Linked DNA regions of Mus musculus: all the other regions are linked to region 2. A link is a contact called in public Hi-C, HiCAR-type, HiChIP or PLAC-seq and promoter capture Hi-C data. All regions are on one chromosome and are shown on one strand. The core of a region is the stretch at or near the end of the contact, and the rest is flanking DNA. Distances in the headings are between cores, read along the strand shown.

Region 1 (3,772 bases), core at 73-2,572, 2.4 Mb after region 2:
CTACAAGCCTGAGTGTGATGCCCAGAGCCCACCTAAAACTGGAGATCATCTACTTCACAAAGTCCATGTACTCACACAACTGACAAGATTTTGTGCTTACTTATTTCAACTAATGACAAATCTGCAGCTAGAGGCAGTTTGGGGATTGCTTCAAGCTGAGAAATTGACAAAACCAACTCAGGAACCATGACGCTGTTGAGCACTTGCGAACAGCAGAAGCAGCCGTACATGTTTCAGACCCAGGAAATAGGGTCTGTGAGCACAGCTTTAAAGGTCTCGGTATCTAGCCCCTGTTATATAAAGATCACTAATTACAGCCAAGGCATCATAGTAGTCACAACAAAGAATGATAAGATGGAATGGCCACAGAAAAATTTAAAAATCATTTCATGGTTTAAAGAGATTAGCTGAGGTTAGGATAAACACAGCTTGGTGGTAGTGGTGCACACCTTTAACCCCAGCAGTTGGGAGGCAGAGGCAAGTGGATCTCTGAGTTCGAAGTCAGCCTGGTCAACAGAATGAGTTCCAGGACAGCCAAGGCTACACTGAGAAACCCTGTGTTGAAAAAAACCAAGAGAAGAAGAAAGAAGAAAGAAGGAAGAGGAGGGGAAGGAGAGGGGGAGGGGGGGGGGGAGGAGGAGGAGGAGGAGGAGGAGGAGGAGGAGGAGGAGGAGGAGGAGGAGAAGAAGAAGAAGAAGAAGAAGAAGAAGAAGAAGAAGAAGAAGAAGAAGAAGAAGAAGAAGAAGAAGAAGAAGAAGAAGAAGAAGAAGAAGAAGAAGAAGAAGAAGAAGAAGAAGAAAGAAAGAAAGAATGAAGAATGTGTGCTACTCTTACAGATGCCCTAAATTTGGTTTCTAGCACCATATACCACCAACTCCAGCTCCTGGAGAGCCAATACTCTCTTCTGTCCTCCCAAGGCACCTGTACACACGTGACATAAACGTAAATACATCCTTTGTTAAAAGTTATCTTTCTGATATAGACAGAAAGGGTCTGAGATTCAAGGCTACGCAATGAATTACTGCTAAGAGTAGAAATTTACTCAATAAATATTTAGTGCATGCTCTAGGGTAGTGAAAGGTTGAGGGAAAAGCCCAACAGTCTCAATGCCCTGTGCGGAGAGAGGTCCAAGGCGAGAACCGGATTCCCCAAGGGCAGAGTGGGCAGGAGGACCGGGGGAAGGATGCAAGGGGACCGTTTCTCCGCCGGGCCGCGCGAGGGCGCTGCTCCCCTCCTCGTGCGCCGGGCCCGGCGGCGCCGCCCACTCGCCTTTTCCCGGCGGAAATGCCGGGGCGATGACGGAAACCCGGAGGGAGGGAAGAGAAAGAGCGAGAGGGCCGTGGCCAGAGCGCGGAGAGGCCTGCGGGTGGCAGCGGGCGGGCGGGCGCCGTCGGGCCGGAGCCGAGCCGAGCTGCGCCGCGCTCTGCGCTCCGAGCCGTAAGCCCTTCGCCGCGCCCCAGGCGCGTGGCCGGGGCCGGGCGGGGCGGGCGCTCCCGGAGGCCGGGGCCCGCGGCTGCCCGCTGGGCTTGGGCGGGGCGCGGGCTGCGCGCTCCGCGGCTCGGTGGTCCCGCCGGGGGCCGGCGGCGGGGGAGGCGGCGGGGACGCGCGGCTCGCCGCCATGGACGACAAGGCGTTCACCAAGGAGCTGGACCAGTGGGTGGAGCAGCTGAACGAGTGTAAGCAGCTGAACGAGAACCAAGTGCGGACGCTGTGCGAGAAGGTAGGCGGCCCGCCGCGGAGGCGCGCGCAGGGGTCGGGGGGGGAAACGGGCCCTGGCCCCCGGCTGGAGTAGGGGACGGGGTGCGGGACCCCACCCCACGCCCCGAAAACCAGGCTGCTGCAGTCCCCGGGCTCCACGGACAACTGCCCTGAAAGTCGTTAACACCGAGCGGTGGTTAGTGTGGCGTCGATCGCTCGCAGGTGATCCACGGAGTGCAAGGAGCTTTTGTTTGCACACTAGTGGGCGTGATGGCAGGCCGAGCCTTCTCCCAGCCTGGGTTTGGCGGAGGCAGATGACTGAAGGCTGGTCTGGGCGGCCGAGTGGCTATGGAGAGGGACGTCTTTTTCAGGAAGAAGACAGCAGGTGCTGAATTTGGAAACGGTGCTTACTGGCAACGTTAACTGGGATAGGTGCTATTTAGAACCGGCCACGTTACAGAAAGTTACTTCCTTTTTTTTTTTTTTAACCCTGTGTATCCCTCCCGACCCCACGCTATAGCTTGCAGGTAATGGATTAGGTAATCCCTTTTTGATCGTGTCTTCTCAGCTTTCAGACATGTGTGTGTATCTATTGGTTTATTAACCGCTAGGTTTTTGGGTTTTTTTTTTTTTTTTTTTTTTTTGCTTATATCATCTTATTTAGAGTCTTTTTTTTTTTCATTCCTCTTTTTTATTGTGGGCTAACTCGCTTCCCCATGTTCAAGAGCCCTGCGAGAGAGTAACGGAGCTAAGTATTCAAGTCAGAGTCTACATTTTTTTCCCCAGAAGTTAGGATCCTACCAAAGGATTTTGTTTATCCGTCTGATAACAGGCACTCCTTACTTGGGGTGGGGAGTGATAGATGGCTCTTGGTGCGCTTTTCAAGTTGACCAGGGCCTTTGTGGGTTGAATAAGTACTTAGCACAGGAGAGTTTCTTTCTTCTAGTAGAGCCGTGAAGAAAAGGGTGTTTCCCTCAGAAACTGTTTGTGTATCGTCTCAGTTAGCTTTTATTTATCTTGTGTGATAACCTGTAATTTCGTTAAGTCTTAAAGGTAACCTTTTAGGTGATCTCTCTCAAGCTGGAGCACCACTGGGCTGTCCAGTTTGGAAATTGAGTCAGTCAACCTTATTGTAGTTGTGACATCCAACCTATAAACCAAGAGGTGGCGAATCCGGCTAGGTGTTTCCATTTGACTTTCTGATAATTTTAGGATCCACTCTTACAGAAGGTTGTACCATGGCTTTGAAGTATCACACTGAAGTCTTAAACTCTTAGGAAGGTTTGTGAGTCTTTTAAAGTTTTTTTTTTTTTAAACTCCACTTCTAAGTAAACTGGATTACCAGTTATCCCGTGTTTTTGAGCTTACATCCTAGGCTGTGGGTCTCTTTTCTTTGCTTATCTCCACAAATTCAGTGTCACCCACTGCTTTGTCCTCTAGCCCAGAGGATGGAGTTGCCAGTGGGAGAAATAGCTGGCTTCCTGGCCTGTGCATGACCCTGGTATGCCCATGCGGGTATGTGCCTACGGGTGCATGTGTCCCTGTTTTCTTCCACCTGGTGGTCTGGTCCCATTTTATAATAGGTTTGAAGATTTATTCATTTTTAATCGTATGTCTGTGTGATTAGTGTTGAATGAAACCTGGGGAAGCCAGCCTTGTCAGATTCCCTGGAGCTGTCTGGGACAGTGGTGGTGAGCCACCTGCTGTGGGGTCTGGTCACTTGAAAAAGTAGCACAGGTTCTTAGCTGCTGAGCCGGCTCCATCCCCCCTATTTAAGTTCAGCCAGTCAGAATTCACTGCTGCCCCACAGCGAGCTAGCTGCCCGTCTGCACATGGGATGCTTCTCTGTGAGGCAGGGGTGACGATACACAATCTGCTGGGTGGGAAGTATCAGGAGCTGAGCACATACAATCCTGATGGAGGCGACTGTTACATGAGAAATGAGTTCTGGTCTGTCTCGGTTGTCACTCTTGCTTTAGTGGGACTTCTGGGGACTGTAGTTCAATGGAGACTTTGGGTCCGTTGGCCGTGTGTTTCCTGTTATCTTCAGCACACACGTTACCAGGTTTACAGC
Region 2 (3,387 bases), core at 770-3,269:
GTTACTGTTTAGCCCAGGCTGGCCTGGATCTTCCTGCTTTAGCCTCCTTCAAGTTGGTATTATAGTCATGCGCTACCACACCTGATTTTCTCTTAAAAATAATTATGTAAGGGTTTCACATGATTTCCGAGTTAAAGCGATAAAAGTACACATAGAGAGATCTTGCTTCTATTCCTTCATTCTGTTATTTCCTGACACATAATTGTTTATACATGTTATTTACCTTCCATTTCTACTTTAACACACAAGGAAATGCATATATCTTACTCTCTATCTTTCCTTCTTTCTTACAAGAGAGCATCTATCTACCCTTCCTCCCCTCTGCTCCTTCCACCTATCTATATTCCCAGAGTTCCATGGTGTTACACAGAGACTGCTTTTTCTCCCTCACTGCAGCTGCACCAAGCTGCATTGTGTGGACGCAGCTCCATGTAGCTGCATTGTGTGGGTGGTCAATCCAGCCTGTCCTCTGTGCGTGGACATGGGCATTCAGGATACATTTGTTGCCTTGACTAAATTGTGCCAGGCACTAGATAGAAGTAAAGGCATGGCTGGCTCGGGCTTTGGGAAACCCAGCGAGAGATCTCAACAATACAGAGCACTCCTCAAGTCTGAAAGGCGTCTGGATCCACTGGACACAAAGGGCACATGCTACAGAAAAGAAACGTCCCACACAGTACAGACACAATAACCTCTTATTGACTGGCCTCAAGCTGCTTTTGTTAAGGGAAGGTTTCTCTTGGAAGTGGTTAGCAGTGATTGATCAGAGTGCCACCAATTGGTCAGAGTGGGAAAAGCCAGAAGAAAGAGGTTCCGAGTTAGAATTCTAATCACCAGATTTTCTTGGAAAGAAGAAATGTAAATTAATGTTGGTGCTGTTGCATAACAATGGGAACTAACACCTCTATGAACTTTATGCTGATCAGATATTGTTCCCGGCATTTATGTACATTAAAAATTGTCCCAACAGTCCTAAGAGATGGGGACCAGTAATTATCTACATTTGTTTCCCCAATACAGAAATTAAGACATAGAGATCTGAGCTATTGCCGTTTGCAAGAGGTCACACAGAGAAGTGAAGGGGGGAAAAAAAGCCACACAGGCATCACTGGTAGTGTAGTGGCAAATAGTGTAACACTAAGAAGAGCATGTCTTGGAGTGGAAAGATGGTTCAGTTAAGAACATGCCATGGCTAACAAACTCCAGAAATTCAAGTTCAGAGAACTGGACACTGTTTTCTGGCTTCCGCGGGGACCAGGGGGGGCACCAGGTACACATATACGCATGTGAACAAAGCATTTATACACATCAGAGTAATAACTTAATAAAACAATTTTTCTTAGAAAGAAGTGAATTGTACCAGAGCGACTTGTAAGAAGCATAACTCTGTCACTTTCAGTTTCTCTTAGGAATGGAATGTACTTTAGTAATAATGTATTAGTCCCAGGTACCCTGGACACTTTCCACTACCTAACCAGTAATCCTACCTGACTGAACCAAGAAGTAAAAAACAGGGCATAACTCTAATCTACACAAGAACCAGAAGTGGAGGATCCTCCTAAGTTCATGTCAGACGGGTAATGTGCCCACGTCGTAACAAGGTTTATGGGCGGCACATGTCACGCAATGGCGTGAACACCCAATCATCACGCTTTATGAACCAGAAAGGATCGGCCTTACTGTTAGCTTGCGAAGTATCGAGTAAGTCTCACCAGTTTTTCAAAGAGGGTGACTAATATGCTGCCGCTCTATTTAGCTTTTGCACACAAAATCTAGTACAATTTCAAACTGTTACTAGGATTTTGCGAGAATTCTCTTGTTTCTAGCCTAGCAGATGAAATCAGGAACAAACTTAATGAGCGAACGCTTAGTTATGCAAATATATCCTTCATGCTCCACCTTTTACCCCTTCCTTCTCTGACGGACTGTTTGTTGCTTTCTGGTCGCGAGTCGTAAAAAGAAGCGTTGCGGCTCCGCTGGCGGAAGTTAGTTTTGCTTTACGGCTACAATGCTCTCCAGGGCCGGAAGTTGCGGAATACAGCTACCGTACTGGAAGAGCGCTTGGTTTCGGGAGCCTTTTTGGTGTCACGGTTCAGTAGTTTGTCTTTAAAATTAACTGTTTTTTTTTTCTTTTTTGAGTTTTCGGAAAGACAAATTTCGCTACGTGTTAGGAGCTTGAGGCTCTCCTATTTTTTTTTCGAGACAGGGTTTCTCTGTGTATCCCTGGCTGTCCTGGAACTCACTCTGTAGACCAGGCTGGCCTCGAACTCAGAAATCTGCCTGCCTCTGCCTCCTGAAGCGTGCGCCACCACTGCCCGGCTTGAGGCTCTCTTCTTACAGCCACTTTACTGGGTGGATTGACACTCGATCCTTGCGTCAAGACAGTGAGACATCTCGCCTTTTAGCTGTGCCTGGTTTTAGTTCTGTTCGTTGGGGGACACCGAGCCCCGGACGACCTTCCCTCCGAGACTCCAGACACCATCCCCATTTGGTCTCTGTCCCCCCCCGGGGGGGGCGGGGGGGGCGAGCCCAGCCCCTCCGGTGCGACTAGGAATGAAGCTGGACAGTGCCGAAGAGAAGTCGGGGGTCGGCTGCTCCCTGCCTGCAGAGGGCTCTCCCCCGGCCCTCGAACCAGCCTTCTCCAAGATTCTGAACCGTCTCAGCCGCCCAAAGTCATCAGGACAGGGCGGCGCAAGAAATGCGGCTCTTAAAGACCTCGGCGCTTTAATAGAAGCCGCCGAAGGTGACAGATTCTTTGAGGGGAGTGGGAGTGGGGGATCCCTCCGGGGGATGCCCGAGATCCTGGGGCAGGTGGTGAGAGCCCTGGAGAAGTTCGCAGCACCCGAGGAGAAGGCAGATGGGGTCGAAGAGCATCCCGAAGTGCCCGAGAAGGCGACTGAAGTTGGCTCACTGTTTCTAAAGCTGTTGGGGAAGGTTGAAGCTGCCAAGAGTTCTCCCGACTGCCCTGCGTGGAAGACAGGCCTCCGTCACATGTCAGGACCCGTGTATATTTTTGCCATCACTCACAGATTGAAGCAGCCATGGACCAGTCCAGCATCTCAGCATGTTGCTGGTGAGGTGCTGTCTTTATTGCTTAGAGTTACTGAGTGCAGTTCTGTGGCAGGATTCCTATGCGGAGAAAATGAAGACGATCGAGGGAGATTTGCTGTGGTCTTGGGGCTTCTTAAGCCCCATTTGAATAAGTGAGTAATGCTCTTTTCACTATTATCAGACAGATAGGGGTGCTGAGATAATAGATTTCTTAAGGACCGGAACGGTTGTGGCTTACTAGAGACGAGGAAATCATATAGCAGCAAATTCAAGATTAGAACTGAAGTCATCAAATTCCATTTTCTCCACCAAATGACTGCCTTGGAAAACTGGAAA
Region 3 (3,401 bases), core at 592-3,091, 3.0 Mb after region 2:
GGTGCAGGCTTTTGTGAGCTGCTGGGTAGGGATGCTCGGATCTTGGATCTGAGCTCATCTCTTCTGTTAACTGCTGAGCCATCTCTCCAGCCCATAAAATTACCGATGCATTTATTTATACAAGATCCAATTCCTTTCAAGTACTCACATATGAAAAAACAAGCCCTGTAGAAGTGTTTGGGGAATGGAGATACCCTAGGGTCATATTTCCATGCATTCGATACTCAGTATTTAAAAGACGTTCAAAGCCATCTGCATGTGACATCTCATCTCTTAAGTCATCACAGATAAAAGCTGACACACGTAAACAAACTGCTCCACAATGCTCCCCAAACCAGTAACGTCTCTCCAGTCTTATGACACTGGCAGCTAGGTGGCTTATTTTATATCAACGGTGTCTTAAGTGACACACCAGTAAGGTAAGGATTCATACAGTAATTGACTGATGCAACACTCGGAAAATGAAACAGAGAGGAGTGTGGTTTCTACTTCCAAAGCCTCTGGGCCAGGGATGGAACAGCCCAATTACCTAGCAAAAATTCTCTAAAGATGGACTACAAAGACAGAGGTGAAGGGGTCAAGTTCCCCGGCCTGGGAGTTAGCAGAAAATATAATGTATCACAGAGTAGCAGGCAACTGGCTCAAGAAATATGTAATGGTCTTTACAGCAATACTCCTTACTTAAGGGCAATCTAAAGGCCAACAGGAAGAAATATCTTGATAAGCAACCTGTAACTTTAAAAGGCACTGAAATCTTTAAAAAGTAAAATTACCCCCCCCCCCAGTCACTGTCACCAGGATTAACATTATCCAGATTTGGAGAACCATAAAAACTGTTTTCTTTTTTTAAAGAGTCCCTCATTAATGACACCGCAGGTGGGTAGAGAAACGCAGGCAACATCCTAAAAAGAACAGCACTTTACAGTAACTTCCATCCACGTTAGAACTTGAAAGGGTCTATTATAGCTCAAAAAGAGATCCGAAAGTGTCCTAGTTGCTCAGATGACAAGGTTCTATACGAGAAATAACATCTTTTTTTTTTTTAGGCACCGAAAATAAACAAGACACCAGAAAAAACGTGAACCAGGGAAAAAGCTCAGCCAAAGTCGCCCTTACCAGCGAGGTGGAAGCACCACTATCCAACTGTTTTTACTTCCAACTAGGTTATCTCTTCTACAAAGCAGGTCAGGAAATCAAAGTGATCCGCTGATAAGTAAATACAAAACTTTGCTTCTAACCCCAGGGGCAAGACTACTACTGAGCCAAGTTCCCTGTCTTCAAAGAATGCAACATCCCGTTCTCTCTGAAGAAAACACACCAATAGACAAGTAACCTTTCATCAAGGTGTTCGTTACCTTTCTTCTTAAAAAAAAAAAAAAATCACAACTACAAAGTGTCAACGTGCACTTGTGGGGGAAAGGAAGCCAGGAGCACTCTGGGTTAGCATCCGGGCTCTACTGCACCTTAAAAACACCAAAGATGCATTCGATTTAAGAGGCAGGGAAAGCCTGTGCACCGCGATCCCGGGAGCGGATGCAGAGCCCGGGTTTGGGAGACGGGCGCGTTCGTGCCTCGGGTGGGAAACCACACTGGTTTGCCGTGCCGGGCATTCCTCCCGATCGCAGCCCTCAATGTCTCTGGGTGCAAACTCGCGCAGACCGCGTCGGTGGCCGGGTTGCCCCGTTCTGGTCCAGGGGCGGAGCGCCACCGCCGGAGGAGCCCGGCTGGGTCGTCCCCACGCCGCCCCGCCCCATCCCTACGGCCCCGGCCCCGCGGCCCAGGCCCACCTTTGATGCCCGCCATGGCGGTGACGTCGCTCCTGGCTCCACGACCCGGGCGGTGGCCGGGAGACCCGAGACGCGCGGCGGCGGCGGCGGCCAGACAACACCCGGAAGTGCACCCCGCTGCACTTCCGCCGGCGGCTCGCGCGGGGGCGTGGGGGCGCGCGAGGCCGGGCCGGGCCGGGCCGGCGTCCTTCCTTCCGCGGCTGAGGGGGGCCAGCTGGGGACGTGCGGGGCAGCTCCGGCCCGGAGTCCCCGCGGTCTCGAGAAGAGAGCGTGCGGAGCTCGTGAAGATGCGGGCGATGTCTTTGCGGGATCGCCTCACTTTCTGCCCCGCGAGCCCATTTCTCCTCCCACCACCCAGTCTGTGACACGTGAGATGGGTGGTCTCTGCTTCTCTCCTTGGGTTCCTAACACAGATCCCATGAGGTCCCCTCCACCCCCGCAGGGAGTCAACGAGTCATAATGTGAACATAAAGATGCTTCCTCTTGGGAGTCGGAGAGCTTTTCAGTCTTGGTGACAAAAAGGATGGGGAAGTGGGGGGGGGGGCGCCCCGCAGAGATCCTATATATTTATGTAAGCTTCCCACATAGCATATGCTGGGGAACCGGGTAGGCGTTGGGATGAACAAAACCAGGTGTAGTTTCTGCCCTCGGGTTGTTTGCAGACTAGAAAGAGAAAATACTCAAAAGAGAACAAAAGTGCGACGAAGATAATGGATAGCAAGAGGGATCCATCTGCACTCCAAAATATACCACTGGGGCGGCGGAAAGATGACTGTAGCTGAAATCAATTTTAAAAAAGAGAGAGACATAGAAGGGGAATTGGCTGCGCTCCTTTTCTGTACAAAATCAGACCGATTTAAGTTTCTCCTTGTAAAGGTAGCCGGAACTTCCTTTCCTGTGTTACATGAGAAGATATTTGCAACACAAAATTTCCCATGTGTAAATATTTTCATTTCTGAGGAAGAGACAGATGTCTCTGTAAGCAGCCGCAATTGGAGTTTGTAGAAATGTTACAGAAATAGCCTTTATCTCCCTTAGTTTTCCCCTGAAAGCCCAAATTTCTTCCATTTAGTTGCTTTCCCACAGCGTATTGCCTTTTGTTAAAATGCCTTATGGGCTCCCAGACCTAGCCGGTTGTGTTTTCCTTTATTCGGAACCTTGCTAAGCCTGTAAAATACAGCCTGTAAAATACACTCTCCCCTTTAATAGGCCTTACAGCTGCTAATATGTAGGTCTCCTCTGTTGAATCTAAGAAGGCAGAGACAACCTCTATCCTAGAAATATCTAGGAAATAGAAGACATGGGAAATAGTCCTTTGGTTTGATCTGACAGGACTCTTTTAATGGAAAGACAAAGTTGGGTTGTTTGTGTGTGTGTGTGTGTGTGTTGGGGGGCAGATGGAACATGCTCTTTGCTAATAAATGGAACGGGAATTTGGAAAGCTGGAGAGAGGAGAAGCCAATGGGTTGGTCACGGTTGTAGGCCCTATCCGAGAAGTTTTGGAATCTGTACCTACACAGACTGAAAGGGAGTCGCCCTATAAGTTTATTGGGTGAGAACTGAAACTGGAAGCCAGGAGGACATGGACATACTAAGATCATAACAGGGAAAGCA
Region 4 (3,746 bases), core at 1,100-3,599, 2.8 Mb after region 2:
GACAGTTGTCTGTATTCTCCACACTCCCACCAGTACACAACAAAGCTCTGGAACCTTCCTGCTGGGTCCATTTCTCAAATAACGCCAGTTTTCCTAGCCAACAGTTAACACTTCCCAGAATCACGTGCTGTTCCTACCTGACTGGGGGCACAGGGTAACAAGGCAAATAAGTCAGATGATTGCACCAGCCCGGCCTTTACTTACTAGATGAGATCACCAGGAGTAGGGAACCTTAGTTCGGCAAGCACTTTCAGCTAAGATGGACCAAGAGAAAAATCTGACTTGCCATAATTTTAAATCAAATGGGTATGGGACTTAGAGACAAATCTATTGTATTAAAACCTTGAAAACAAACAAACAAAACCAAACAAACAAACAAAAAAACTATGAGGTTCTGTTAGCTTCCAAAATCATTTTGAAAGAAGCAAACTTTATTTTTGTTGTTGTTGTTATGAGCTTTTTCCCAGTTTCGACTTTCCTGAACCAGATGAAGGAAACAAGGTCGTCGGCTTCCCAGAATCTCTCTCTTAGCAGAGCTAAGGGCACTGCTGATCATGAATGAGTTACCCTGTGTTAATTAAAACATGTGAAACACCAGCAATCTCCTAAAGAGCAAAGGGGCCATCTTTTTTTTTTTTTTTTTTTTTTTTTTTGGTAAGTTTAACTGGTCAGGAAATAAACTGAAAAACAGCCGGAACTTGCAGACGGCCCCTGGCTTTGTTATAAAACAGTATACACAAAACTTTCCAAAGCAGTATTGCTGATAAAATAGCTAATTTCTTCAGGTGAAGAGGCAGTTTTTCAACTCTTCCATTCATTTAAGAGGCACCAAGTCACAACTGAGCTAAGATCTATTTTTGCATTGATTTGCATACGTTTCGATCTCTCCTGTCTTCCCCATTTAAACAGTTCCCACTTTACCAGTGGATAGTTCACGCAGGTCTGAGTTGGGTAGATGGATACTCTTCTTTAATGTTTGGTTTCACTCTCTGTGTTTAAGTTTGCACAAGCGTCCCAATACTCTCACCATACTAACTGCTTTAGAGTCAGTTCGGGTTGTGTACGTCCCCTTTATTAGGATGTAAATTACCTGTAAGAACACTTTTTTACGTTATAGTGGGATGGGCAGTTTCTGCTACTGCACACTCAATTCTGGGAGACCTTTAAAATGGTAAATATAATTTCTTGTATTCCAGATAACACATTTGCAGGAGTGAAGGCGAAACAGGATATCACAAAACTGACAAAATTCACGAGCCCCAAGTACACCCCCGTCCACCACCGGCGTTTTCAGTAAGAAACGCACCACAGCCGCAAATTGTTTGTAAATTCCGAGTGTGCCACATAAAGTTGTGATTTTCCCCCCTTTAAAAACACCCTCCACGCACCTTTGCTTTGGGGAACCCAAAGCTTTTAGCCCTTGTTACTCTACGCCCCCACCCCCACATTCGACCTCTCCCAGGTTCGGCGGGGGTCTCCGACTCATCGGAGAAGAATGCGTCCTATGAGTTATCTATTAATCCAAAATGTCTCAGCTAAGAAGATATTTCACCCAGAACTTTTAACACCGAAAGGGAGGGAGGGAGTAAGAGAGGGAGGGGAGCTGGGGTCGGAAGTATCTTTTACTGAGAACTTTCCCAGAGTTTCTCCCTTCGCCATACCTCCCTCCCTCCAATTTCCAGCTGCAAGACGCAAGAACCCAAGTCCTGACCCTCCCTGGTCCCAATCATCTGAGGTCACCCGGGAGTCAGCTCTCGATTCCGCTTTCAACATCCCGAGTAGACAAAGCTGAGCATTCTACTTACAAAAGTCTCGGGAAAGTCCTCAAAACTTATGCAATAACCAGAGGCAGGCGGACGCGCGTGGACCCAGTCCCGCGCCCTCCGGACGCCCGCGTCCCGTGCTACTCCCCCCAGCCCCGGCCCGTGCGCCCCGCGCCCCCCAGCCAGTCCCCCTCAGTACCTCCTCCTCCTGAAGGTTGGCCTCGCTCGGGGTGTTCTCCTTCTCGGCTTTGCCGCCGCCGTTCATCTTCCCGGTCCTTCGTCGCCGCGCGGGACTGGGGCGCGGGGTTGGAGGCGAGGGCGAGGGCGCGCTCGCCCGCTGCTACCTTCCCCCGGGGCGGGCTGCGGGGCTGGAGCCGGGCGGCGCAGCGGAGAGCCGAGACGGACCGGCGGGCGGGGACCTCCGAGAGGCCGGGCGAGCCCCGGAGTCGGGACGCGGCCGAGACCGAGGAGGCGAGGCGGCGGGCGCGGTTGGGACCGGAGCCGCCGAGGACGCGCTGCTGGCAGGCTCTGGGCAGCGGGGCCGCACGCAGCGCGCTTTCTCTCGCCTTCCTCCCTCCTCCCCTCCCTCCTCTCCTCCCCTCCCTCCTCTCCTCCCCTCCCTCCTCTCCTCCCTCCGCCCTCCCTGGACGTGCGCGGCCGGACGCAGCCCAGAGAGACGCGGATCGGGACAGCGAAGCCCCCCGCGAGAGGAGGGGCGCGGGGCGGAGCGGTCGAACCCAGGGCTGGGCTGGGCTGGGCTGGGTTGGGCTTGGGGGAGGGGGGGTCGGCACCGGGGTCACGAGGCCGCGGGGACCGCGGGCGGAAGGTCGGGCCGCCCCTTCTTTCTCCAACCCCGTGGACCTAGGCGTCTGGGCGGGCCAGCGGCGGTGGGCTTGGAGAGGGGGCTCAGAGCCGAGGACAAGCCTTTCGGGGTAGGGGTGGGGGGCACATGGACTGGAGCGCGCTACTTTTGTTTGCTTGCTTTTCACGACGGGTGTGCACCCAAACCCACCCTCCGTGGCAATACCCGCCGAGACTCGGTTCTTCCCGGGCAGAAAGGTGACGGGCACGCGGGACAGCCCACCACCGAGCCCCGCTTTTGCAGGACACCGCTTGCCACCCCATTGCGGGTGCCCGAGTACAGCGAAACCTCCCAGCCTCCCCCCGCCCCCCCCACTTCGGCCGCTATCGCTCTCTAGGCTTCCGGCCGCCCCTGTTCAGACTCGCACAGCCGGCACCAGACTGTTCTGGAATCGGGTCTGTTTACATCACTCTACGGGGAGCCCCTTCCTGGAATACAGGACTACGTCCTGTTTATCTCTGCCATAACTTAAGTAGGCTACCTGGAGCGTAGTCCCGGAGCGTAGTAGGCCCTCCATATGTACTTGTTGACTAAATATCCCTCACTGCCCCTCAAAGGTCAAGACATTTATCTCTAGAGAATCAAAGCAATTACCCAACACCGGATGACCGCATAGCTTCCACTTCCTCATCTATAAAATGAATAAATATTTCATACATATATACACACACATACATATTCTCCCATTTCACTGATTATATATATACACACACACATATATATTACAATCATTATATGTGTGTGTGCATATATGTATGTATGTATGAATATATATATATATCCCAGGGTTTTAGAGATTATAGGTGGGGCGAGCCTCAGGTTCCTAACACCCATACTTGCACAATTGTGGTTTACAATAGGCGGAAGCTAGCATTATTATTAAGGAAGTTTCCATTTTCCTGGTCCTAGAGAACTTTTCCAACAATAGATCCTGTAAGCTCCTAGACTTTTGACTAGTTTGGACAGACATTTAAAACCCACGATTCAGCGGATGGTGCCTGTCTCTCTGAGGAAGTTCGTCTGGCATGCCGCACCAATCACGATTTCTCATTTATGGCTTGGTTTAACTGTTTATCTCTTTCTCCCTACTCCACATTCTTTACCCTTCCCCGCTTTGTGTG
Region 5 (3,353 bases), core at 97-2,596, 2.5 Mb after region 2:
GAAAAGAAAGAAAGAAAGAAAGAAAGAAAGAAAAAGAAAGGAAAGAGCTGGAGAGATGGCTAAGCAGTTAAGAGCACTGACTGCTCTTCCAAAGGTCCTAAGTTCAATTCCCAGCAACCACATGGTGGCCCACAACCATTCATAATGAGATCTAACGCCCTCTTCTGGTGTGTCTGAAGACAGCTACTGTGTGTACTTACATATAATAAATAAATCTTAAAAAAAAATCAAAACCACCTCCAATTAGTCACTGATCGTCCTCAATAAATCACAGTGCTCTCAAATGTAAAGATTTTAACAGTACTGTAAACTCAAGTATCCCCTTACTTTTATGTTCTACAGAAGGTGATTAACTGATAAGAACTTTTTAGACTATGGAATGGTTCAAATGTTGCAGGTCCAGAGCCTAACCATGGATTATTATGGGCTTTAATTAGCCCACTTAATAGTCACTCATTGTTCACCTATATGCCTGACCTAACTATGCCTATCACATGGAACCTACACAATATATTAACTTAGCCCACAACCTTCTACCAATCCAAAAGTTTATTTTGTGAGCACCTGAGCCCTCTGCGAGAGGTTTTCCTACACGTTGCTGTAACTCATCTCCCTGATGGACCTACATATATTTAAGGTGTTTTGTGACATTTTTTTGGCTGTTACAATAAAAACTTTTGGAACCGTGGAACCGAGAATTTGAAGTAACCCAAATCCGTATTCTCAGAACACCACGGACATTTAGATTCGATTCCAAAATAAACTCTGACCTGCTCTGGGGCAGAGCGCTGTTTTTTAGGCTAACAGTACCTACAAGTCGTTGTGGCAGTAGTGGAGAGTGAGATTGCAAACAGGGTCTGACTTAGAATAAGATTCTCAGAAATGGTACTTGGGGACTCCCTTTCATCCATTCCTTGATCATGACACAAAGGCTTTCACCTGAAACATGGCTCAGCTATCAGCTTATTTACTTCCGGCTCTCATTACTCTTAGAGGCGAAACAGTTCCTATCTGTCCCTGCGCTTCTCACTCGGGTCCCTTTCCAAGCCGACCCTGGCCAGAGATCAAGAGAACTTTTTCCCGCGGAAATGGAGGCGGTTCCGGAAGAGGGGCGGGCGCGATGGATTCTGGGGATTGTAGTCAAAAGCGCGCGGAGGTCCGCGCCGCTCAGGTGACAACACTCCAGCTGGGAGCACCGAGAGGAGAAAGGCAACACTTACCGAGACTCGGGATCCCGCGCCGGAGCTCCAGACACAAGAGAGGGAGAGCAGAGAGCAAGAAAAGGCCCACGACGCCACGAGAAGCCATGGCGCGGAGGGCTCGCTGGGCGCAGTGCCCGCCCCTTCCGGCCGTGCCTTCCGCGAGCTCGCCCCGGAGGCCTCGGGCTGGGAGGAATGGAGGGAGGATGCTGTGCCCTGAGGCTGGGGCGCGGGCCCGGATGCGATTGCTCAGACGGCGCGGGTCATCTCCTTCGGCTGGGACGGTCCCTGTCCTGTGGATCTGAGGCTGGTCACGATGACAGTGGCTTATCAGACTGTGCAGGTCTAAAAGATGGTGCTCAGAAGACTGAAATGACTTAAAAGGGGCGGTTGACGCTGCGAGGCCCGGTGGCCTTGTGTCCCTTGGGGGTAACAGGGCGTTTGGTTCTTAGCTAACTAGTTACTAAGCATCTTCTCTTCCTAACAGGTCCTGCGGGAAGCTTAAAAGTGGGGTCTGCTCCCTAGTGCCTGTTCCTGCCCCACACCCGCGTGGAGAGTTCCCTAGACCTGCCCCCCACTCACTGTTCTCCCTGTCAATGCCTACACGTGTTACAGTTATGACTTAACGTTGGCCTCACAGTGACTTCCCTGCCACTCCATGACTCAGCTCTGGTAACTTAGAGTTCAGGAATGGAGGGCCTTCCCACTGACAAGATTCCCAACTTGGCAAGTCCTCAACCATCAATACCCCCAGTCGCTCTTCAGTTTAGCTTAAGTTCCAAGTATGTGTAAGTTACTGAATTTGTCCTAAACAAACTCAGCCCTGGGATACATGTCCTGTACAGAGACTATCTGATGTCTGGTGCCATGATAGGAATGTCTGTATAGAGTGCTACAGAACCACGTTCTGCAGTGTGGAGAAGAATTTCCTGAGGAGATAGTGACTAAAGTGTGAAGGTTTGGAGTTTGGACTTCGGACACTTTTAACCACAGCACTAGGGAGGCAGTGGCAGATGGATCTCTGAGTTCAAGGCCAGCCTGGTCTACAGAGTGAGTTCCAGGACTGCACAGAGAAACCCTGATTGAAAAAAACAAAAGAAAAAAAAAGTATACAGAGGAGCGTCCAAGACCTTGGAACAGTGAGCCCTAAATGGGTGAATATGAAACCCTCCCCTTAGGGAACCCCAAAGGAGCAGAGGCAGAAAGAGTAAGAGCAAAAGGGATGAAGGGCACGGAGAAAACAAGGCCCTCCAAAGCAAAAAAGATCGATAAATATGTGAACTCAGTGAACTGAGGCAGCATGCACAGAGCCTGTGTGGATCTTCACCGATAAGCTCCTAGAGCCCAAAGAAGTAGACAGCTATCCCCATCCTTAATCCAGCCACTATCTCCAACTGATAACCACTTGAAAAAGTAAATTCTCTCTCCAGGGAAGGCTCACTTGAAAAACATTTGCGATGGTAGACTGAATGGCCAGCAGTGGATGGCCAATACAACCTTAGAGGTTCCTGCTCTTGAAATGTCATGTCAGAGTCCTGCCTTTTTTTTTTTTTTAACCTCCTTTTACCCTAAAGTTCCTTTGTGTATATATTATGGCTTCCAGTTTAGTGTTTTTATGGCATTCCCAAGTGTGCCAACATGAGGCTTTGATTCTTACACTCTCTCTTGGGCTCTTCCCCTTCCGTCTGTTTTCTCTGATTCTGATGTATTAGTTCTATTTTAATTATCCTTTAGAAGCCTGTTTCATATTGACAGGAAAGGTGTGGATCCAGATGGGATGAGAGGTGGGGAGGACTAGGGGGAGGAGAAACTGTAATCAGGATATAATATGTGAGGAGGGGAATTTTATTTTATGTATATGGTGTTATGCCTATATCCCCTAGAACTTGTGAGCCACCAAGTGGGTGCTGAGAATCAAACCTAAGACCTCTGGAAGAGCAGCCAGTGCCCTTAACCACTGAACCATCTCTCCAACCCCCAAAATGTACTTTCTTTCTTTCTTTTTTTTTTAAAGATTGATTTATTTATTATATGTAAGTACACTGTAGCTGTCTTCAGATGCGCCAGAAGAGGGTGTCAGATCTCATTACAGGTGGTTGTGAACCACCATGTGATTGCTGGGATTTGAACTCAGGACCTTTGGAAGAGCAGTCA
Region 6 (3,838 bases), core at 1,241-3,740, 3.0 Mb after region 2:
ACAAAACCAATAAAAATTGTAAGCCTCAGCGTAACAGACACAAACAACTGGACTGAAAGGAGAAGCGCTAAAGTTGGTTACCCAGCATTAGCTCTCGAGAAACATCAACCATTTTCTTACCTATGGTTACATCTCCTCTGATTTCGCTTTCTACACACACTACTGCTCCGGGAGCAATCTTCACACTGTAGGAAGAAAGAGAACACTCATCCTGAGTAACACTGAAAGTATGGACGGTGGGTGAGAGGGCTCCATGGATAAAGCCCTGCTGTGTTAAGCCCAGTGACCCATTCAGAGCCTTGGAACCCATGGAAATAAAATTAAAATGTAAATATGTTACAGAAGGTATGCTGGGGCCAGCCAGATGGCTCAGTGGAGAAAGGGGCTGATAAAGGAAGGTGCTTGCTGCCAAGTCTGCCCACCTGAGTTCAATCCCTGGGTCTTACACGGTGGAAGGAGAGAATCAATTTCCATAAGTGTCCATAAGTATCCATAAGTATACTACTGCATGTGTGTACTCTCACGCATATAAACACATTCAATTATCCATCAATCAATCAATGTGAAGGGATTCCTTTTCTGTTGTGGAAATGAAACACCGTAACCAGAGCAATTTGTAGAAGGCAACAATTTATTGTGGCTTAAGATTCCAGAGGGATAAGAGTCCATCATTGTGAGGAGCCAGGCAGCAGGTGGCAGAAAACCAGGAAGCTGAGACACCACAGCTTGAAACACACATGCATGTGCAAGCAAGAACAAACATACACACACATACACATGCACTCACAAGTGCGAGTGTGCATGAGCATCTTTCTAAACAGCACCATCAACTGGGGTCTAAGTACTCAAACACATGAGCCTATAGGAGACTGTGTCATTCACACCACCAAAAAATAATATGAAAAAAAGTTTTTAATACAGCTATGCTGACTCTGTAGCTAAGAAAAAGGTTTTAAGAGATTCATGGAAAAATAGCAAGTCAGTGGTAAGAATGTTTAATGTATTATGAACTTCTTAAGTGGCACACAGCCTATTAGGCCAAAATCACATATACTTTTAAATGCTTAACAAAACAGCTTTGGATTTTATTTCTTAACAGTATTCTAACTGTTCTGTCTTGCTTTCTGTCGCTGTGATAAAGACCATGACCAAATGCAGCGTGGGGAGGAGACGGTTTATTCGCCTTACACTTCCTGCTCACCATGCCCAGGGAGCTCAGGGCAGGAACTATGACTGCTTACTGGCCCACTTGCTAAGTAGCTTTCTTAAATGGCCCAGGCCTACCCGACTGGAGATGGCTCTGCCCACAGTGGGATGGGCCTTCCCATCTCAATCACAGATCAAGACACTCACCCCGACATGGACGATCCTTCAATTGAGGTTCCCTCTTCCCAGATGACTCTAAGTTGTTTCAAGCTGACAGTTAGAACTCATCAGGACACTAACCCTAGAATTTCTACAGACCATCAAATGATAATGCATACCACAAAGTTCTTAGAGCAAAGTTTATTCCTGGGGCGTCACTGTTCTGACACCAGTATTCTCGATTCTGAGCCGAAAGTTGCCCAGAAACACCCTGTCTCTCTAGATCTTTGTCCTGTGATAACTGAATGCTTGCTTCCGGGGCGATCCACGCCCTCTTCTGGCTTGAGAGACAACATTCACACGCACACACCTTAACACCGATACATGCATATACATACAGCTGTATATGTATATGTATATCTCAAGACATTAATCCCAGGACAAAGGAGGCAACGGCAAATGAATCCCTATGCTTTTCTGTTATCCATGCGGTCTCTTTCCACCAACGGCTCTCACTGGTGAAGACTGTGACAGGAAAAGCCATAGTTGCCGGCCCTGGGCTCTCAGGCACTGACATAAGGATGACAGCATCAGTGTCTTCTTCCAGGCCTCCCTCTTCCTGATCAGAGGCAGGGCCGACGGTGCAGCCACCGCTGAGCAGCCTTCTCGCCCGCACAACCTCCCTCAGCCTCCCTGAGTCCCCCACGCAGCCCCAATGGAGTCTGCGCAGGCGTGCTGGGATGGGTGGGGGTCACGGAACAAACCCTCTCCGCCCCCACACCCCACGGACGCCAGGTATGGGATTATGGAGCCATCCACCTATACACCGTCTCAGTGCCCCCACGCCGCGACCAGAAACGGGTTCTGCCCCTGCGGAGGTGTTAACACGTACCTCTTTTGCGTCTTCTCCGCCATCGTCAAGCCCGGGTCTCAGGAAGAGCTGAGATCGATTTTTGCAGCCTGGCTAGAGCGATGATCTCTGCATGGGATTGCAGAGCCTGGCACGGCCTGGGAGAGGCGGGGCCTGAGAGACCCGCCTTCTGCTTTCCAGGTTCGCGCTTGCGTGCTGAGGATGGTTTGCTTTTCGGGGTTGGCTTGGCTTGCTTCGCTTCTGCCTCCTGGAAAGTCGTTTTTTCCACTTGACAGTGTTTACCAAGTCTATCCTAACCCCATCAGCCCTGATCCTTATCGTTAAGTTCACTCTACGTTTAACTTCCTCCCTAAGCCTGTCAAAATCTCTTTTGAACATCAAATCCAGTTTTTAAACGTCTCTTTACAAGCGCGCGCGTGCGCGCGTATGCGTGTGTATGTGTGTGTGCTTGGCTCTTCTGAGGCTTTGTCATCTCACGCTATTAAACTTTGAAGAAACCAAGCTGTCTTTCCATCTCCCAACTACTGCTACGTAGGACCCAGGTGGCATAATAAGGATTCATTCTGAGAAGCAAAACCAGCAGGAGATATGAATTACGAGGGTTTTGTTAGGAATTAGTTAGGGATCTGCTGTGCAAGTTCGAAACCCGTAGATCAAGCTGGGACTTTTTCATTTGGAAGGCCAAGCTGCTACCCACAGGTGGAATTTCTTCTTTTCAGGGGGGAAGTTTCAGTGTTGCTCTGAACCCTTTAAACTGATTGAATCTGGCCCACTCCTGGTTATCCGGGACAATCTGTTTCTTAATTAAGCAATTTCTAGTCACACCAAGAAATATCTTAAAGGGGGTGTGTTGGGGCTGTTGGCTCAGTTGGTACAGTGCTTGCTTAGCATGCATGAAGTCCAGAGTTCATTCCAGAGAGTCACACGAAACTGGCCATGGCAGAACCCACCCATAAACCCAGCCCAGGAAGGATCACAAATTCAAGGTCACCCTTGGTTACTCAGAGTTATGGCTCCTGCCATTTTCCTGGTTTTTATAGTGGTTGTTGTATTGTTTTAACAGTTTTTCTAGTGTGGTTTATTCTTTTTTATGATTTCTCAGAGGGACTTGTTTCTCTCTTCAATCTGAAAGATTCCTTCAGGTCTTCTGTAGACCTGGCTTAGTGGTAATGTGTTCTTTGAGTCTGGTTTTGTTTGTTTGTTTGTTTGTTTGTTTTTGGTTTTTGAGACAGGGTTTCTCTGTATAGCCCTGGCTATCCTGGAACTAACTCTGTAGACCAGGCTGGTCTCGAACTCAGAAATCTACCTGTCTCTGCCTCCGGAGTGCTGGGATCAAAGGCGTGCGCCACCACTGCCCAGCTTTGAGTCTGTTTTTGCAGTAGAAAGTGTTTATTTTTCCTTTAGCTAGAACACGTAGGTTTAGTGGGTGCAGTACCAGAGTACTTTCAGACTTTGAAATACATCATTGTGAGCTCTTGCAAGACGTTTAAAGTTTCAGCTGAACAGCCTACCTTCATTCAGAGGGACACACCTGTTCAGGTGATGTGGTGTGGTGATGCTCTCTTGCACTTTAAATACACTTTTTTTTTTCTTTTATGGTCCTCCATGTTAGTGTTTTAAATACAGTATGACAGGGGAGGTTCTTTTCTGGTCTTCCTGTCT
Region 7 (3,338 bases), core at 202-2,701, 2.6 Mb after region 2:
GACTGTCATTTGAAGTTTGAAGAATTGGACTCTCCTTTGGACCTGACAAAAATTTAGTTATACAAAGTTAGTTTCTGCATCATCACTAGTATCCTATGTTGGGGGGGGGGCGGGACATACAAAACTAAGACCCAAAGTAATTAGTACTAATAAACTACAGCTATGGGATATTTAAATACTGGATTAGGCTGTACAAACAAGGATAGTTGTAGGGTGCAGGATGGGCCAATTATTATTATTTGTTGTTGTTGCCAAATATCGCACCCACATCTTATATTGTCCCCCAAAAAATCAAAGACAGGTCACAGGTATGAAAAGAGCCGGTGTTCGAAGCGCAGAAGCTGAGCTGTAAGTTTTGAGGTTGAAGTCCAGAAGTTGAATTCTATGTTGAGTTTGCCTTTGCTAGACTGTCCCTCCCACCCCCAAGCCCCCCGCCACTTGTTAAAGGTGGTTCTGGTGAGTGGTATTTGAAATAAAATAAAAAAGCTTGGCATGGAGCAGCACTTGGTAGGCCGAGGCAGAACGATCTCTGCAACTTTAATTCAAGTTCCAGGCCAATCAGGGCAACACAGGAAGACCTTGTCTCAAATAACCAAAACCACCCACCCTCCAAAAAATATGACAGATTTATTGGTAATGTTGCCGGTTGGGTTAGACTCCAGAGCCGGCTGAAGGAGCTGCTCCGACTTTGTGCCAAGAAAAGCGGCTTTCCGTTCTTCCCTAGAGCAGAGCTGGTAGAGTAAACGTGGCTACCGGCAGCCTTTGAGCGCGCTCCGGTCGTCATGGAAACTCGGGGCGGAGCACGCCGTGACGCAGGCGCCTTTTCGGAGCGGCGTCGCGGTGGTTGCTGGGAGCGAGCGTCCTAGCCGCCGCACCAGGAAGTGGAGGGCGGGGCCGGGGCTGTGTCGCCAACGCCACCACCACGGCCGCCTCGGGTTCGACCCCCTTGGCAGGTCCGTGTTGGGCGTGCGCGCCGCGACGGCGGCGGGGGGCGGGAAGCGGGCCCGCGGTGGGCGGGTGTGTGCGTGCGTGAGTGCGTGCGTGCGTGCGGCCGAGGCGGAGGCTGGGAGGCGGCGCGGGCTGCGGGCGCTGAGGTAGGGACTGCGGCGGCGGGCGAAGGGGGACGAGTCCCGCGTGGGACTCGGCTGCCCCGAAGCGGGACGCGTCTTCCGAGGGGACGCGCGCGTGGACGCCACGCCGCCGAGCCGTTCTCCAAAGCCGAGCCCCCGAGAGGAGGGGCTCGCCCCAGCCAGCATTGTCTTTTAGGCCGGACGTCCATACAGCAAACTTTCGGGTTGGAAAGCGGGAAGGATTCCGGGTGGGCGAGCGGATGGTGCCGACCGCTTCTTGGCCACAACCACAGCAGCCGAGCTCATCCCTGTGTGGAGTTGGGGGGACCACCATGGCGTCCCCTCCCGACTGGCTTTTCTAATGCTGCTTTAAACTTTTTGAGGTTGTGAGTTTTCGGAGGAGTCGAGAGGTATTTTCCCGATCGAACTCTGCGCTCCGTTTTCCTGATGTGCTCCGGTACTCGGGGGCGAGCCGTGAAGCGAGAGACAGAGTAGACAGACAGGCTGCTGGAAGATTGCAGATTCTGGGGTAGGAAAGAACTGGACAGTGGAGCCTGAAGATTTGAAATGTTAGTTTTCCGGTAGCTATCCACCGTGAAACGTACCAGCTCTCGGTCGTAACATCCTGTTCGGGGCTTTTGATTGACCAGATTAATGTAAAGTAGACGTGGATATAGTTTCTTTACCACCCAGGTTAGCCCTAAGATGTGCACTGCAGTACAGATGTTGGTTGCAAAAGGAGGAAAAGTTAGTTGGAACTCCGGAGAGTAAACCGCTTGCTCTGGGTGCCTTTGTTGGTATCATCATATAGAGAGGTCTCTCTTATTTCAGAAAGCTTTGCTAGGGTTCCAGGGCTGGGACACATGACTTCTTACTTAGTTGTGCCACTTCTATTCAGGTTTTATGTGTTAAAATTAGCCATAGCACTAATGCTTAGTCTTTCAGACTTGTGGGCATTATGTAGTTAGGTTTTTCTAAGTTGTACAGGTTTGATCTGTCCTAAAGTCTTTATTTGACGTCCAGATTAGTCATCTGACCTTATGAAGTAAAATGTTCCTGTTTTAGGAGTTGCAAACTGCCTGTTTCCTCAGTCTTCTCACGTTGTGAATTTTTTCTTATTTTCATGCTTTCCCTACTCATACCTCTCTCACTTGCATATTAAGTTAATGTTAATTTCTTACCTAATACAACCAAAATAACAATTACTCTTGAAAAAAAATCTTTCATAAATACTTCCTCACTTTTAGAGTTGAGCCAAGTATGTACAACACTGATAGTGCCCCATTCCCCAGACCTAGGAGGAAACTACATTTAGAGCAGTTCTGTAGATTATTTGCTCAAATGTTAGGAATTGAAACTGGGAGGAGCAGATGTTTTACTCTTAGACCAGGGACTCTTCGACTCTTCTTACATAAAGTTCACAGTGAGTTTTCCATATGAGTGCTTTTTTTTTTTTTTAAATCCCTTTGGATCAAGATTGAACCTGTCACACTGCCACTTGCCTCCAGCAAGCTATATCTCCAGTCTCCATCTCCCTGTTATTTAATCAAGGAACTCAGTGTGTGTGGAACCAGTTAGGATGCTCCGGCTTTCCTGAAGATGTACGTGGAAGCAATACTTAGTAAAAACTGAACTTGAGGTTAACGCTGTTTTGCTAGGCTAGTGACTTAGTACTTTAATGATGCTAGGCAGCTGCCGTGAGCTCCCAGTCGATATCACAAAGGCACAGTTGATATGCTGTTGTGTACCAGGTTGCTAGGCATTTATGTTCAGTACAAAAGATGGATTGAATGCATTTTTTTTCAACTTAAAATATTTTCAGTGTATGAAAGGGTTATCATTGGAAGTAGCCTCTGTAGAGTGGTCTTTCCCCCCTGACTGAACACTAGTGTGAAATTCATTCACAGGGGCAAGAGTGAGCTTTTCTGAACCGTGCTGCAGAGTGCTAGGAAGAGAAAAGACTTTTTGTAAGATTCATGGTGATTCAACTGGTGGTTCTTGTGTTCTGGTTGTGTTGAGATTGCTTAAAAATGCTTATAAAACTACAGTTTTATAACTGGGGGTGGGGTGGGGGGGAGGAGCGGGAATGATCATTTAGTTTTACCTCCTAAATCAGGAATTTTCTGTACACTTTTACCCCTCCAGTGTCTTTCTATGTAGTCCTGGCTGTCCTAGAACTCTGTATGTAGACCCTTGCCTTGAACTCACAGAAATCTGCTTGCTTCTGCTCCAGGTTAATTGCTGAGATTAAAGGTGTGCAACCACTAT

Evidence for each region. Promoter capture Hi-C pulls out the DNA fragments that hold promoters and counts their contacts. Hi-C and Micro-C count contacts between places; a contact is called where the count stands out from the background. HiCAR-type assays count read pairs that join an accessible place to other places. HiChIP or PLAC-seq counts read pairs in DNA pulled down with a chosen protein or histone mark. Capture Hi-C pulls out chosen DNA fragments and counts their contacts.
Region 1: a contact with region 2 is called in a promoter capture Hi-C map of liver, with 4 times the contacts expected there. The contact joins the promoter of Ppp2cb here to the promoter of Tti2 in region 2. A contact is called at or near these places in 4 of 39 promoter capture datasets (cranial neural crest, embryonic stem cells, frontonasal cranial neural crest and 1 more), 4 of 115 datasets of contacts at active chromatin or transcription factors (astrocytes, embryonic stem cells and large pre-B cells) and 2 of 9 other capture datasets (adipose tissue and liver).
Region 3: a contact with region 2 is called in a promoter capture Hi-C map of pre-B cells, with 4 times the contacts expected there. The contact joins the promoter of Leprotl1 here to the promoter of Tti2 in region 2. A contact is called at or near these places in 1 of 39 promoter capture datasets (pre-B cells) and 1 of 9 other capture datasets (adipose tissue).
Region 4: an H3K27ac HiChIP or PLAC-seq map of embryonic stem cells shows a contact between it and region 2, with 6 times the contacts expected there. The contact joins the promoter of Rbpms here to the promoter of Tti2 in region 2. A contact is called at or near these places in 2 of 39 promoter capture datasets (cranial neural crest and embryonic stem cells) and 2 of 115 datasets of contacts at active chromatin or transcription factors (both in embryonic stem cells).
Region 5: a Hi-C map of B cells shows a contact between it and region 2, with 9 read pairs. The contact joins the promoter of Ubxn8 here to the promoter of Tti2 in region 2. A contact is called at or near these places in 4 of 39 promoter capture datasets (embryonic stem cells, hematopoietic stem and progenitor cells, liver and 1 more), 1 of 484 Hi-C or Micro-C datasets (B cells), 7 of 115 datasets of contacts at active chromatin or transcription factors (the SCID.adh cell line, astrocytes, embryonic stem cells and 3 more) and 1 of 9 other capture datasets (adipose tissue).
Region 6: a HiCAR-type map of astrocytes shows a contact between it and region 2, with 4 times the contacts expected there. The contact joins the promoter of Dctn6 here to the promoter of Tti2 in region 2. A contact is called at or near these places in 2 of 39 promoter capture datasets (embryonic stem cells and hippocampal neurons), 2 of 115 datasets of contacts at active chromatin or transcription factors (astrocytes and forebrain) and 1 of 9 other capture datasets (liver).
Region 7: a contact with region 2 is called in a promoter capture Hi-C map of pre-B cells, with 4 times the contacts expected there. The contact joins the promoter of 1700104B16Rik here to the promoter of Tti2 in region 2. A contact is called at or near these places in 5 of 39 promoter capture datasets (cranial neural crest, frontonasal cranial neural crest, hippocampal neurons and 2 more), 2 of 484 Hi-C or Micro-C datasets (the Ba/F3 cell line and CD4 T cells), 3 of 115 datasets of contacts at active chromatin or transcription factors (astrocytes, embryonic forebrain and large pre-B cells) and 1 of 9 other capture datasets (liver).

Annotation. Positions count from the first base shown.
Region 1 is chr8:33,598,299-33,602,070 of GRCm38.p6, forward strand. Ppp2cb (protein phosphatase 2 (formerly 2A), catalytic subunit, beta isoform) reads left to right here and starts at 1,323. Exons shown (of 7, transcript NM_017374.3): 1 at 1,323-1,720. The coding sequence starts at 1,619.
Region 2 is chr8:31,148,297-31,151,683 of GRCm38.p6, forward strand. It overlaps Tti2 (TELO2 interacting protein 2), which reads left to right and starts at 2,020. Exons shown (of 7, transcript NM_144927.3): 1 at 2,020-3,203. The coding sequence starts at 2,554. Snord13 (small nucleolar RNA, C/D box 13) reads right to left here and starts at 1,662; the gene lies at 1,565-1,662.
Region 3 is chr8:34,144,898-34,148,298 of GRCm38.p6, forward strand. It overlaps Leprotl1 (leptin receptor overlapping transcript-like 1), which reads right to left and starts at 1,842. Exons shown (of 4, transcript NM_026609.2): 1 at 1,788-1,842. The coding sequence starts at 1,803.
Region 4 is chr8:33,927,514-33,931,259 of GRCm38.p6, forward strand. It overlaps Rbpms (RNA binding protein gene with multiple splicing), which reads right to left and starts at 2,350. Exons shown (of 8, transcript NM_001042674.2): 1 at 1,963-2,350. The coding sequence starts at 2,028.
Region 5 is chr8:33,640,630-33,643,982 of GRCm38.p6, forward strand. It overlaps Ubxn8 (UBX domain protein 8), which reads right to left and starts at 1,347. Exons shown (of 8, transcript NM_178648.2): 1 at 1,221-1,347. The coding sequence starts at 1,308.
Region 6 is chr8:34,106,222-34,110,059 of GRCm38.p6, forward strand. It overlaps Dctn6 (dynactin 6), which reads right to left and starts at 2,491. Exons shown (of 7, transcript NM_011722.4): 1 at 2,198-2,491; 2 at 121-185. The coding sequence starts at 2,220. It also overlaps a transcript of Mboat4 not described here.
Region 7 is chr8:33,731,036-33,734,373 of GRCm38.p6, forward strand. 1700104B16Rik (a long non-coding RNA gene) reads right to left here and starts at 1,452. Exons shown (of 2, transcript XR_004691281.1): 1 at 754-1,452; 2 at 1-42. It overlaps Gtf2e2 (general transcription factor II E, polypeptide 2 (beta subunit)), which reads left to right and starts at 1,032. Exons shown (of 8, transcript NM_026584.3): 1 at 1,032-1,094.